Regions from separate parts of the Mus musculus genome. Here regions 1 and 3 are each linked to region 2. Evidence: chromatin contacts called from public Hi-C data. All regions are on one chromosome and are shown on one strand. The core of a region is the stretch at or near the end of the contact, and the rest is flanking DNA. Distances in the headings are between cores, read along the strand shown.

Evidence for each region. A called contact is a pair of places that touch in the nucleus more often than the background predicts.
Region 1: a Hi-C map of cortical neurons shows a contact between it and region 2, with 3 times the contacts expected there. The contact joins two enhancer-like sites. A contact is called at or near these places in 6 of 484 Hi-C or Micro-C datasets (the C2C12 cell line, cortical neurons, embryonic fibroblasts and 3 more).
Region 3: a contact with region 2 is called in a Hi-C map of cortical neurons, with 2.7 times the contacts expected there. The contact joins two enhancer-like sites. A contact is called at or near these places in 4 of 484 Hi-C or Micro-C datasets (cerebral cortex, cortical neurons and uterus).

The regions. Positions count from the first base shown.
Region 1 is chr7:36,057,773-36,062,744 of GRCm38.p6, reverse strand. No RefSeq gene overlaps it. Among named protein-coding and RNA genes, the nearest start is that of Gm38991, 16 kb to the left of the region's middle. Within about 2 kb of position 2,219, at least 4 of the 459 cell types and tissues checked have an H3K27ac peak or open chromatin away from gene starts, as enhancers often do. A contact at or near this core is called in cortical neurons, where this site is marked.
Region 2 is chr7:35,877,050-35,881,928 of GRCm38.p6, reverse strand. No RefSeq gene overlaps it. Among named protein-coding and RNA genes, the nearest start is that of Gm36234, 44 kb to the left of the region's middle. Within about 2 kb of position 1,763, at least 15 of the 459 cell types and tissues checked have an H3K27ac peak or open chromatin away from gene starts, as enhancers often do. A contact at or near this core is called in cortical neurons, where this site is marked.
Region 3 is chr7:35,665,767-35,670,622 of GRCm38.p6, reverse strand. No RefSeq gene overlaps it. Among named protein-coding and RNA genes, the nearest start is that of Gm42379, 7.9 kb to the right of the region's middle. Within about 2 kb of position 1,797, at least 45 of the 459 cell types and tissues checked have an H3K27ac peak or open chromatin away from gene starts, as enhancers often do. A contact at or near this core is called in cortical neurons, where this site is marked.

The DNA of each region.
Region 1 (4,972 bases), core at 970-3,469, 180 kb before region 2:
TTCGCTCCTTGGCATCCCTCTGGTAGGGAAGGTTCCAAGAGAGAATCGTGGGACTTAGCTGGTCCTCCCAGCCTCCTTGCGCTTGGGTTCCTTCATGGACCAGTCTCCAGTGGGTAACATCAGAGTCACAGTGGGCACCTGCTGATGCTTTCTCTGAGCCTCGGTTTCCCCATCTGTGGATATTTGGAAGGCACATCTGACAGGGACCAGGGCTGGCTCCCACAGATATATGTTATCCTAGCCCTTTGAATATAACAGCAATGGGCTTTCTCCCCTGGAGTGGGGATAAACACCATGCTGCTTGCCACTTTAAGAAGACGATGGACCTCCCCCCAAGTCCACAACTCTTTCCCCAAGCTGAAAGGCTTCCAGAAGAAGACAGCACTACCCGAGTTTCCAGAAAGTCTGTTCCCACAATGCCCACCTCCCAGCGTGACCTTCATCCCACATCCTGTGACCCTCCCTCTGCTTCCACTTCTCTACAATAAGCAGCTCCCCAGCTATTCCCCTGGGGAGGCCTCATGGGTCCTGCTGCTCTCAAGGTCATGTCCCAGCGGTTGCAGAGAATGAAGAAGGTGGAACCCAGAGAGGGCTACGAGAAGCTAAGATCCCAATGGCATCAGGCGATGCCCCAGTTGAAAGGTGAGCAGGTGTGAAGTGATAGGCAGAAAGGGGTCACCTGTCCTCCACAGGCAGAATAAGTAGGTCTAGGCTATTGTTTTAAAATATGCATTCTCTGTCTTTAAAACATATATGTGTGTGTGTGTGTGTGTGTGTGTGTGTGTGTGTGTAGGAAGATTCGGGATGGGGGGTTGCTCTAGCTAGATAAATTCAGAGTGATCTGAATAAATTACCACAGTTTAAGTTTAGTGCATAAAGAATCCAGGATGGCTCTGCTGTGCATTTCAATGAAGCCCATTTCAGTGAGGACTCTGGTTGGGCTGTCGCAGCTCCATCAGAGCGATGGCTGCCCTAATAAGTAGGAAGGAGGTATCCATGGTTCCCTGCCCAGGAATTGTCCTCATGGGACTGGGATCAGCCTCTGAGGGGAGGCAAGGCGAACTCAAGAAGAGAGGAGACCAGCAGCTGGGATGCGAGGTTGAAGGCCTGCAGGGAAAGGTGGATGGGCTATGTAGGTCACCGCCAGGCTTGAGCCAGCCAAGGTGCCCCTCTTGGTGCAGCCAAGGCCTGTCCTCTGCATCTTCCAGGTTTTCCCAAGAGAATCCAGGATGAGCATGGGACCTGAGCAGCCAGCTGGCAGCCTCTGACCTGCGTCTCCCAGTTCTCTCCCCCTCTTCAACAATGAAATACAGCAATACCAACAGTGGGACTCAGAGTGTCTGGCCATGCCTTCCTGAGTCCTTTAGAGGAAGGACTTCAAGGAGAGAAGGGAAGAGTCAGAAAAGGAAGAAGGAAGAGGGGGAGAAAGGCCAAGGAGGAAGAAGAGATGTAAATAAAACCCTGGCTGATGCCACCAGAATGCAGAGGTGAGGCATAGCTCTTTTGCAGCTTTCCTTGGGCCCCAATGGTTGTATTTGCAAGAACTGGGAGGGAAAAGACAGACACCCACCAGCCCACTGAATGTGTCAAGAGATATCTCCAGAGGCAGCACCCAGGTTGGGAGGACAAGGGGACAAAGGCATATCTGAGAGGAAAAAAAAATGATAGCCCACTCTGGCCATGGTTCTAAAGAATCTGAGTCTGACTCAATACACAGCTATTTGACACTCAGAGGCCTGAAGCATGGGAGAACTATAGAGTCCCCAGCCAGTGCCAACAGCAAAGGTCTCTGCTATCACCAGACAGGGAAGCCCAGAGCTCCTCCCAGGTGAGCAGAGGAGATGCTGTAGTCTGGCCAAGGAGATAGGGAACATAGCCAGGCTCTTCGTAAAGGGCATTGTGGAGACCTGGGACCAATCTCACAAAGAAAATAGAAACAGCTAAACTCCTAAAATCAGCCTCCATCTCTGCTCTCTGGATGGAGTTTGCTCCTGGACTTCTGTGAATAGTTAGCTGAAAAGCTGTCAGAGTGGACATCTGTTGTTTTTGCCTGCCCAGCCGCTTCACTCCTTTCGCTGGAAATAGCATCCTGATTTTCCTTCAAGAACTGCCCCTCCCCCCCCCCACGCAGCATCCATTTGGTCTCTAGGAGGAGCTGAACCCACCCACCCCCAGCTCCAAGGATAGGCAAGTGACCCGGTCCAGGACAACAACTAGGACATCACATCCCACACACTGGCTCAGGGGGTGGGGACAGGGACCTAAATCAAGAACAGCCTCACTCAATCACAGGTCTTTGTATAAAAAGAGAAATCTTTTTCCCTCCTGGTGCTCCTGAGAGGAAACATGAAAGTCTGGAGCTGCTGGCAGCCATCTTGCCATCACAATGAATGCAACCACGCTGCCTGATAAAGGAGGCAAGGCCGAGGAGATAGAAGCTGAATCCTTCTTGACAGCATCCTGACCCCTAGATCCAGCCCTTCCTGAAGCTCTACTCAGCAAGATTCTCAGTTTCAGAAACCGATGTTATCTGTTTTTGACAAGCCCATCTAATCTGGCCTTCCACATAAAAACCTTTGACTAAGTTGGTGTGCTTGCACGCCAATGGACTGACAGACTGAAGGGTCCATCTGTGCTGGTGCACAAGATGCATAAAGACTACAATTATTTTCTTTTCATAGTGCTGGGGCCTGTGAGAAAAAGAAACCCAAGATTAAAATGTCAGGAGGTCTGAGTGGCGGGAGCTGCTAGCTCTCTGCTTCCAAAGGGCTCCTGGTTGCTGTGCCTTCTGGGACAAAAGGTCAGAATCTCCACTTGGTGAGAGGCAGAGGAACAGGCCAGGCAATTATCATTAAGCCTTAGTCATACAAAGCCTTCATCCATTTATACAGGAGGTGCTTGTGGCTTAATCTCCCCCTTAAAGGTCTCAGGATCATCTCATTGGCACCTGAATCATACTTTAACACCTGAATTTAGGAATGAACCCACCCTAACCAGTGAGACCTCTGATGTCCCAGGACTGATGGGGACTGATGCCCCCAGGAACCTAGCAGATTCCTAGAGTCTCTAAGTGGATGTGTATGTATGCTTGTTCCGTTGCATTCTGGGATGGCTTCGATTGAAGCTTCCTCCCCAGGAGGCTGTGGAGTCTCTGTGGCCTACAACTTACTCATCAGGAACTGGAATGTGGTTTTTATTCTTCTCCTTCCTCTGCTACCTTAGTTACTGATTAATCCCAGACCCATCAAATACACACACCATTTAAAAATACAATCGGGACACTCATGTATCCATCTATAGATAGTAAAGAACAGTTTGTTGAAGCCCCTGGAATGTATGGCTGCCATGTAGGCGGTGGTAGCGAGCATCACAAATACACACTCCTGCAGAAAAATACTACTTAGTTGGTAATTCAAGCCCGGGGGCAGGTGGTGGTGAATAATCACCTTATTTTGAATATTGGACCACAAAAGTAATAATAGCACTTAGAAAACTTATAGTCTGATCTGTTCTTGTCTTTGAAATCTTGTGTGTGTGTGAGTGTGTGTGTGTGTGTGTGTGTGTGTGTGTGTGTTGTGTGTGTGTGTGTGTGTGTGAAATGCGTAAGGTTACCACCTCTTCCCAAGAGCCCAGGCCACTGTCTCCAGCCAGCCAGGTGCAGCCAGTTGGAGACTACACAGCCCAGCTCCCTGGGCTCTGATGTCCCATCAGGCTTCGACCTTGTTTAGTAGCCTGCTTCTGCCCCGTGATAACATCACATTAGGGCATATGGCTGGACCGCCTCAGCACCCATAGCTGTAAGATGCCTAGAAGGGAAGAGCTTCCAGTCTGTCCTGCAGTGGTCCAGAGAAGTCATGGACCAACTCCATTATGACTTCAAGGGGGGTTAGGAAATGGTTCAGCTGCTAAAGTGTTTGTTGTGCAAGTGTGAAGACCAAGTGGTACACGAGTGAGTCTCACATTTAGCTCTCTCTCGGCATGGATGCTGTGGTGGCTCGTGCACTAAAGGGTGGTCCCTCAGCTCTAGGTTCTGTCAACCTTAGGAGGGTGGGATCTGGCTGGGAGAAGTAAGTCACTAGGAGTGGGTCTTTAAGGATATATTATTTCCAGCCCTGAAATGACTAAGCACCTAGCAAACCAAGCAGTCCCAAAACACCACTCATGGCGGACAATTGCCCTGTGCTAGAGCCTGCCCACCCAAAAGCCAGAATCTCTTCCTCCAAGGGAAGCTGGGAAACTTTACTACCTTGCTTATAACACTGACCTAATCTTTGCATGAAAACTGCTATTTACATTAAAATTGGTCACATAATGAAAAAAAAAACATAGTTCATTAATATGCTAAGAAGTGCTAATTTGAACATTGCCGAAAAGCAATTGCGAATTCCATCTTGCAACCCGCAAATTTGATGCAGTGCAAATGAGGGCTGATGGCCCTGTCTGTAGACACTCAGATTCATATGCTCTCCAGCTCCCCTCCTCAGAGGCAGAGGTGGGCTTCAAGATGCCTGTGGCTGACTGCTCCCGTCTGACAAGAGTTTGGAGTGGCCTGGATGCAGTCTCTGTGTGTTAAGGTAAAGGCTATGAAGACCAGTGCACACGGGGATGCTAAAAGACTGCGGATAGCCCCAAATGTTCTATAAGACGTAATTAGACCAGTACCACTCCTGCACCCAAGCCCGTTCACCCCAGCCATCTCTCTCAACCTCTCTTCTGATGGCGACCCCAGTGACTGAAGGGGCAGCCTGGGACGGCCTCTCAGCAAGGGAAGCCCATGGCAGTCAAGGACAGAGTTTGGCCATGACCCTCTCAGGGGTGCACTGGAGGCAGCTCAGTGGTTGTGAGTTGAAGTCCATGGACCAACCTTGCCGGGTTGAGCTGATCCATCCATTTTCTTACCCGCACAGGAGCTGGAACGTGCAGGGTGCACATGACAGGATATCAGGATGGAGGCAGATTGCCCTTGAAAGTC
Region 2 (4,879 bases), core at 514-3,013:
AGAAAGGCAGAAGATGGAAAACCAGCAGAGGTTAGATGCAGTGGTGTACACCTTTAATGCCAGCACAGAGGCCCTCTGTGTGCCAAGGCCAGCCTGGTCAACATAGTGAGACTTTATCTCAAAAAGGCAGGAAACAAACAGATCCCTAAGGGTGCTTAAGCTCTCTGCAGTTGCCCAGGACTCTCCCTCCCTCATCTGCCTGCTAGGGGAGGTCTAATTTCAGGGAGATAGATGTAGAATGCAAAGATCTTCTCTTATTTGGAGGTGTCTTGGTCTCGGAAGTCTTCTGCAGTTGCCTCTGTTCGGTTTTGAATTTTATCATATGCACTCCAAAATGTATGTTGAGATCTTAGCCTCCAGTATCACCCAGTGTGACTGTATTTGTAAACAAGGTCCTTTTTTTTTTAAGTAGTTGAGTTAAAATGAGGTCATTCGGGTAGGCTCTAGCCCAATTGACCTGGTGTCTTTACGAGGAGACAGCAGGACGTGAGCATACGGGGTGAAGAGGATGTGAAGATACAGAGAGAAGTCAACCCTCAGTGGCTACAGAGGGATGTCTCAGAAAAAAGCAGCCCTGTCAACTCTTCAATCTTAGACACACAGCCTCAGAGGAGTGAGGAAGTACATTTCTGTCATGTAAGCTGCCCAGCCTGTGGCACTTAGTTACAGTAACACTAGCAGATGAATGTACTTTTGAACCCCAACATTCAAGAGCTGAGTGTGTGTAGTTCAGTGGTAGAGCCCCTGCCTAGAATCCCAGGTGAGGGGCTGGGAGTGTGGCTCAGTGGTAGAGCCCCTGCCTAGAATTCCCCAGTAAGGGGTTAGGGGTATGGCTCAGTGGTAGAGCATCTGCCTAGAATCCCCCAGTGAGGGCCTGGGGCCATGGCTCAGTGGTAGATCACCTGTCTAACATATCCAGAGCCCTGGGTTCCATCCCTAGCTCTGCAAGAAAATAAAAATACGCGACTGATTTGCCTTTTCTTGTGTTCAGCTCCACCAGCTGTCTTCTATATGTCTCCTACAGTTGGTGTAAGGAGGCTGAAATAACAATGAGCCCCACAACTTCAGTCTGTGAGTGATCTCCATTTCCCACCTTGTGCCTGGCCACTAGACCCCCAAGTGAACCACACTCTGTCCCTGTGAGCCTGCCCCCGGTGCCAATATGTATAGGAGTGACCTGCTGAAACACCAAGCACCCACACCAGATTGGGCACTTCCTGGCATCTTCCCACTGTGGTTGTACCTACTGGGCTAGTCCCTAAATGGGTGTGACATCAGACACAGTGTCCAGCTCAGACTTCAGAGCGCCCGATCACCTTGCTGTACCTCTGCCACTGCCCATCTACCCCTGGGTTCCTGACACCTCTCTGCTTCCATACTGCTAGTCCTAGCTCTCTGCAGAAGGTGAGGACAGGGGTGCGGGAGGAGAGCAGGGGCTCCCAGGGCTCAGCTCAACTTTACAAGGGGACAAATGGACCATTTCATTTCCCAAAATAGCCTTCCAAGAACACTCCCATACGGAGCCATAAAAAAAGGCTTAGACCCAAGATTTTTTAGAGGGGATTTTATATCCGTGAGTATCTATCGAGTTTTATGCCCCTTCGGGGTGTCCGTGGGCTGTGGGCAGAGTGGAAAGGGCCTTTCATTAACCACAGGAATCAAGCAATGGCTAGAAACAAGTTGGGCTCTTCGCCCTCTGGTTTTAAGGTAATTCTTGGGAGTTTTAAAAGTCCTTTCCCCAGCCTAGAGCAGGCAGTGGGCTGAAGCGCAGCGCCCTCTGGTGGTTGTTGATGTTCAGCGTCCTAGCCCCAGGTCCAGCAGGAGGCTGGAAGCCTGGGCCATCAGCCAAAACATCAGCATTACAGAACAGATGGGGGACCTTTGGAACCTTGAGGGGCTGCTGACCTGCAGCATGGGCTGAGTCCAGGTCCCCCATGCACATGTGGTCATGCAAAGGGCATAAGCATGTGGGAGCACACATAGGGGCGTGCTTGTGGTCAGCCTCTGAGGAACAATGTCACCCATAGTGAGCCGGAAACATAAGATTCTCTCTTCCTTGCGTTCTCTCTCCCCAGTGCTCAGACCTTGGAGCCAGGACCCCCGATGTTTCCCTCTCCCCCACTATCTCCAATCATCTTCTCCACTTACCAACAACAGGCTTCTTATGCGCATGTGAGTGTGTGTGTGTGTGTGTGTGTGTGTGTGTGTGTGTGTGTGTGTGCGTGTGTGCCGTGCGTGCGCATGGACAGTCCACAGCTGAGGGGATACAATATGTGCTCCGAGGTCCCCATAATGTAGATCAGCACATGCCCTTCTGACATTTTTGTATTGAAGCCAAACCGCAAGTCCCAGGGCCCTGGGCACAGAAGTACATAGGGGCTTAAAGGGGTCTATCCAAGCCAGCGGATCCCTCTTAAGTCTGCCCAGCACCCAGCCACACCTGAGAGAGCAAGGCAGTGCAGGTATTACTGAGAATGCAGGTTTGAGAGAGTCCAACCCCTGAAAGAGTGGCTCCATTTCCTCATCTGTACAGTAGAGGCCAAGCTCAGAACATGCTAAGACCCAGCACAAGCCGCACAGAAAGCCACACTGGTATGTAAACATACTTTCTATTGCTGTGATAAACACAGACACCAAGAGCAACTTGGGGAAGAAAGGATTTATTTCAGCTTAGGGAACTTAAGACGAGAACTGAATCAGAGACCATGGAGATGTACTTCGTCCTGGCTTGCCCCTCACCCCCCACCCCGTGGCTTGCTCATCCTGCTTCCTTATACAAGCTAGAACCACCTGCCATGGGTGCCACCGCCTCCAGTGAGCTGGGCCCTCTCAACAAACTCATCCCCAGAACAATTCAATGGAGGCATTTTCTCCATTGAAATCCCCTTCCCAGATGACTCTAGCCTGTGTCAAGGTAACAAACTCCACCAGCACACCTGGCCTGTGCTGTGAACACCAGCCCTAAACCATCACTGCCCACCCTCTTATCTACACGACTCCTTCCGCACTAATAATATACATCCTACCAAGTGTGCGCAATAACCAAATGACCCATAAAAGGCCCAGACTTTCCTGCGGGCCCAACCATCTCCATTTCCCATCAGCCCGTGAGGACAGAGGACATCTTCCTCCCCACGGGATCCCATAGGCATCAGACCTCAGGCCTGGCCATCCCCCATCTGTCTGCAATCCTAGTTCTCTCACTCGGAGGCCCCTACTGTCAAGCTTTCCTGTCACATAGATTATAGAGGAGGCTAAGACAGCCAGGACAGAAGTCTAGAAACAGCTCTGATGGGACGAGAGAGGAGGCCAGTGTGCTTCCATCTGGAACTTCAAAACTTCTCCAGAGACAGCCTGTGCTCTGCACTGAATGCAAGCCCCTGTCAGCACACCAGGCCCACCTCCACTCTTCCCCCCACCCAAGCTTGCATCCAGAGCACCCCACAAACACAGGTTGTAGCTAAAAGTACGCAAATCAGGAACCGGGACGTTGCTAACTCTCACGGCAGCATTAACTCATTCGCTAGCACATATGGGGTATTTGGATCCCAGTGGGCCTGCTATATATACAGCTTATTATACAGTAGGTGCGACTTGGGAGAATTAATGTTACCATAGGAACATTTGGATCAAGGCTGGCTTCCAGGGAGGAGAGAGAAAAAATAAGTTCTCCTGCTCAGCGTTACTTCTCTGTTTGGAGTTGCTGAGAGGAAGGAGCCCTGTAATGGAGTCAAATGAGGCAAGGAGGGGCTTCCCCTGGTGGCTTGGGGAAGGTGAGAATTCCTGGAAGCAGCTTACTGAGGAGAGAAAACAGAACGTTAGGAACCAAAGCCAGAAGCCCCTGTAGCTCAGAGGACTGGGCGGGAGGGTGCAGAGACAAAGTGTTCCCTGCCTGGACGTGAGGGGCTGGGTCACAAAGCGGGAGCACTGCCTTGGGGACAAACTAAAACCCCCTCCCTCCATCACTGACATAAGATGTCCTTCCCAGCCCCACGCCCACACACAGAGAGTCTTATTCCAGGAGTCCATCGGTCTAGAAATACCAGAAAGGCACAGGGGAAGCCAAGGGTGAGACAGGGCTCTGTTCCTGGTTAGGCACTTTTTGGGAACCCAAATTCTTAGCTGAAGAACAGAAAATTGATGTGTGTGTGTGGGGGGGGGGGGTGCTTCATCCATGGTAAGCGGGATAGCTCTCTTGTGAGAAGCAAAGGCACTGTGTCCATCTGAACATCCCCACCCCTGAGTCAAAGTCTATCTAGTTAAAAAAAAATCAGAGTACTCAAGTTATGCATTGGTATAATCTCAGCACATCTGGGCACGCCCTGAACTCCCTCAGGCTCTGAAACTCATCACCTTTTGAATAACACAAGGGTCTGATGTCTCCTATCCCCTTCCCTGACTTTGCACATCTGGGAGTGCTAACAAGCCACAGATACTGAAATAGACCCAGCATGGCCATTCTACTCACGCCAAAGGCAGTCCCACAACCCTGGAAACACGTGCCCCAGGTAGAGCCAACCCCCACCCAGAGAGCTGAATTATTGCCTCTCGGCATCCTTTGCATGTTGCAATACACCAGACATGCAGAGCTGACCCAAAACAAGCTGGCTGAAGGAGTGAACGTGGAGTCCAAGGCGAGAGCAAAGAAAGAGATTGCAAAGAGGGCTGGGGAGGTGGCTCAGTGAGTAAGAGCACTTGCAGCTTTTCCAGGGGATCCCAGCTTGGTTTCCAGTCCCAGGTATGGAGACAGTAAACCACCTGTCATTCCAGGCCCAGGGGATTCAGTGCCCTGTTATGGTCTACACAGATACACACACACAGACACACACAGACACACACAGACACATACACACATACAGACATCCACAGATACACAAAT
Region 3 (4,856 bases), core at 548-3,047, 210 kb after region 2:
ATGGAGACAAAACTAAAGAAGAGAAAACAGAGTAGATTTTAAGATGTTATGGGTGTGGGGGGGGGCTATATATTTTTATTTATTTATAGGAGTGCTTGCCTGTATGTATGTGTGCAGTGTGTAGTACTCACAGAGGCCAGAAGAGGGTGTTGAATATCCAGCCCATAAAATAGAATAGTAAAAAAATAAAGCAGAGGCAGGTGGATTTCTGAGTTCGAGGCCAGCCTGGTCTACAAAGTGAGTTCCAGGACAGCCAGTGCTCTACAGAGAAACCCTGTCTCGGAAAAAAAAAAAAAAAAGCCGGACAGTGGTGGCACACTCCTACAGTCCCAGCACTTGGAAGGCAGAGGCAAGTGGATCTCTGGGAGTTTGAGGCCAGCCTGGTCTACAGAGCAAGTTCTAGGACAGCCAGGGCCATACAGAGAAACTTTGTCTCAAAAACAAAACAAAACAAAATGCACAAGAGATGGCTCTGCAGTTGAGTGTTCCTGGTTCCCAGTAGGTCTAATGGGGATGGGATGCTCTCTTCTGGTCTTTGTGGGTACTGTGTGTGTGTGTGTGTGTGTGTGTATGTGTGTGTGTGCACACACACACATACACACACACACACACACACACACGGAGACACACTAATAGTTTCTTCTGCTACCTGAGTCACTTTTCAAATTTTTTTCAACATAATATTTTTATTGATTATTTGGGAGCCGCACATCATGGACCCCGATCAGGCTCACTCTCCAGTCCCTTCCATGTTCTCTCCTCCCCTTTGACCTCCTCGACCACCATCAAAAGGAAAAGAAGAAAGGGGGAGGGGGACAAAACAAAAAGACAACTCCATTTTCAGTGGTCCATATACTCACTGGAGCACTGTCAAACTCCCAATGGTCAGCTCCAAAGGAAAGCTGAGTTCTCTACCTGCATCCCCCGCCCTGGAAGCCATCAGCTGTTGAGAGCTACAGCAGGCATCGATATCTGCAAAACAGCTTCCTTGTCCTTTACAGTCAGTGAGAGCACGGATCCTGGGCTTCTACCTGGTTTCTGGCAACAGCATGAACCATGAACATCCACGTGGTCTCCAGCATCAGGACCTCTGCTTGGACTCTGGTGGGCATCAACAGGACTCTCTACTGAAATACAAGCCACAGACCAGCATGGCCTCCGGGAGAAAAACAGACCGTGGAGATCTTTTGAGGAAGTCCAATCCAGTACATGGACATTGCTCATCTCCAGCATCCTGTTGCTATTCAGAACCTGGGCGACCATGTGGCTGGGCAGCTTGTTTCAGGGCGGGGGTGGGGTTGGGGGTGGGGGTGGGGCTGAGTCCGCAGAAGCTTCAGGCTGTGGCACACCATCCTGCCAACCCTATTGGGTAAGGACCTGCTCCTCTCACACCTGTGTCTCCTTCAGTTCCGTCTGGTACACTCCATTCCATTCCTCTGTTTCCCGCCTCTCTGTCACGTATTGGTAACTCAGTGGCTTTGGAAGCTTCAGAGTGTCACAGAGTATATATACCCTTTTACCCAAATATCTGAGCATGCATATGTTCATTGGAATGAGTCTTTCGTCTGGTTCGAGGCCTCTGGTTTCTGCTACATCATCACTGCTGAACCCTCTCTGTCAATACTGAGACGGCTCACAAATCCTGTCGTTGCCTTGAGTGGTAGAGGTCCTGCAACTTTCTGATCGGCAGGACTGGCCCCTTCTGAACTCCAGCAGCTCAACATATTGATGTGGACCAACTCAAAGCCTGGGCCTGCCTGGTAGCTGAGTTGGTCAGCACTGGCCTTCGCTTGGGCCTGTGATGGGCGGAGCCAGCCCTCTCATGCGCAGCACCACTGCGGGCCAGGCCAGCAAGGCCACTTTCAGATTTTTAATCCACACATAATCTTGTGAGAATCTTGCAAGTGCAGATATCATTTCTCCCTTAAGAGAATAACTCATTGTTCTGGCAGTGTTGGTGGACCAGTCAAGGAACAAGCAACTTGCTATGGGCAGAGAGGGATGCTGGGCAGAGATGTGATCAAGAGTGTGTTGGGATGCCCAAACTTTTTCTTCCCCGACTTGGAGCCTGTATCTAAGAAGCACTGTGTATATGTTAAAAGGCTGAGTCCAGCCACAGAGAGCCTGCTTTCTTTAGGGACGGATGTGACTGAGTCCAAGATGCCACAGGGAGGTGGGGGAAGGCCATCCGATTGAAAGGAGTCTCCAAATCTCAGAAGAAAAACAAGAGTCCTCTCTACCCCCCACCCTTCACCCCCTACCCCGGGGAGGGAGCAAAGGGGGCTGGAGAAGTCCGCCTGCTGTGCCACTTCCATGGTGACCAACTTACAAAGCCAAGTCCTTTGTTTTCATAAAACTCAAATGCTTCCCTAAAGACAGAGGTTGTCATGGTAACTCTTTCAAAGCCAATGCCTTTACCAGAGAGCGGCGGTTCCGTTCTGTAGAATACTCTTTTCCAATTAAAACCCATCAGGCAAGCTGATCCTGGACTTAGACGTCAATCCCATTACATCACCTCTCGCTTTCATACCTGAGGGCGTGTGAGACCCAGGGAGACTCTGGAAAACAAGTTTGCCCGGCAATCAAAACCCAGGATGAAGGGCCAACAGGCGGCACCAGTCTGAACTGCATGGGAAGAATGACCAGCTGTCAAAATACTTCAAAACACACTCCATCACAAACACGCAAAGATACATGATTCTACGTTTTAATTTTTTTAGATTAGTTTATTTGATTATTTATATGTATGAGTGTTTTGCCTGCCTGCCTGTATGTATGTGCACCCCGTGCATGCCTGGTGCCTGTGGATTCAGAAAAGGACATCAGATCCCCTGGAACTGAGGTCACAGAGGGTTGTGAGCCATCATGTGGGTGCTGGGAATTGAACCCAAGTCCTCTGCAAGAGCATCCAGCGTTGTTAACCACAGAGAAAAATCTCCAGCCTGGTGTGACATGTTTTGTTTTGTTTTTTTAAGATTTGTTTTTATTTATGTGTGTGCATGTGTCTCTGTGTGGATGTATAAGCAGATGAGTGCCACGTGGTGCCCTCAGAGGCCAGGTGTCAGATCTCCTGGACCTGGAGTTATAGGCTGTTGTGAGCTGTCTGATGTGGGTGCTGGGACCCACACTCAGGTCCTCTGGAAGAGCAGTGTGCACTCCAGGCCTTACTTTCTCTTTAATTCTTGTTTTCTATGCATGCGTGTTTGCCTCCATATATTTACGTGAATCAAGTGTGTGCCTGGTGCTCTTGAAGGCCAGAAAAAGGCCTCAGATCTCCTGGATTGGAGTGACAAACTGTCATGTGGGTCCTGGGAACTGAACCCAGGTCCTCTGCAAGAGGTGCTCCTAGCCACTGAGCCAGCTCTCTAGCCCCCAGGGCACCTTGTGTAAAAACCTAGCAGTTACTGTTCAGACTAACCGTTTTACTGTGCGGATATGAAATAGCAACAGAAAACCACGACAGGATGAACGGTGGGATCGCTGTCACAGGATGCTACCACGCTTGTTTTTGTAAAACATGGAGGCATTCGGCAGCAAACTTGAACGCATGGAGTTGGCATTGGTGATGCACACAGAATTCCTGTTAAACACCTGTGTTAAAGAGGCTGGGACAGGAGGAGCCCAAGCTTAAGCCTCTATCTCAAAAACCAACAATTCTTGCACGTGCCCAGCAAGAACGCCGCTGCAACAGGATACTTCCACACACATTTATTGGGAGAGCTTGATTGCAGAGGCGAAGAGACCCCAAGCCCAGCACTGGCGCTGCTTATATAGGCCTAGGAGAGGCGTGTCTCACACCCGGATTGGTTATGCATGGGATGGCACATGTGGCTTCCCACAAACAATCACAACAACAAGAAGTGATACAATTCCCAAGCCTGGCCTTTCTCCATCTTCCTGTGTGCTTTATACACTACTGACTTTGATATCTTCAACCCACGGACCACAGTATTGGCCAGGGTGACCGCAGCATGTGCTGATTTAAGGATCAGCGACAAGGACTGATGTGATGGAGAAGCATTTTGGGCCCAATGGTACCGAGGCTGTGGTGTTCCTGGACCTCAGGGGCTTGTGGGGGTTGGGGGAGGGGGAGGAGTCTTCTTTCCAGACTTTCCAACCCCTATCTCCCAGGTTGAAGAGCATCATAGGAGGAGGGGCAGAGGGATGTGAGGGCTGGAGGATGGGGAGGAGGGCTGGGCAATGCCATCTTCAGGACAGGCCCTGGCACTGCACCCATGGACTCGGCAGCATCTAGTTCTCTGCACAGGATCACTCAACAGACAGAATTAAGTGGAAAGAGAGATGGGGAGAGTGTGTGTGTGTGAGAGAGAGAGAGAGAGAGAGAGAGAGAGAGAGAGAGAGAGAGAGAGAGAGGGAGAGAGAGAAAGAGAGAGAGAGAGGAGGGAGAGAGGAGAATATGAAGGGGAGAAGGAATCATTGGGGTGCAAGGGAGGAGTTGGGGGCTCCTGAGGGGAGTTGGGGAAGTGTAAGGGAGAAGTTTGGTATACACACAATCAAATATATGGTTTACATGAATGAAATTATCAAAGAATAAGTAAAAGATACTCTGTTAAAACGCGCACGCGCGCACACACACACACACTCAGGGTAAGTGCATAGAATGAAATAACAGATGATGGTTAGGAAGTTGCGGAAACTAGAAGGCAGATATTCCTTGATTGAAGGATATGTGTGTGCCTTTGAAGGGACACCTGGCCTCTGGTCCTCTGTCCCTCTGCTTCCCAGCTGCCATTCTCTGAGACACACACATTCTCTGTGATAACTCGTCTCAGGCCCAAAGCTGTGCATTCAGTCAACCACGAAACCTTGGGAACCATGAGTTCAAATACATCCTC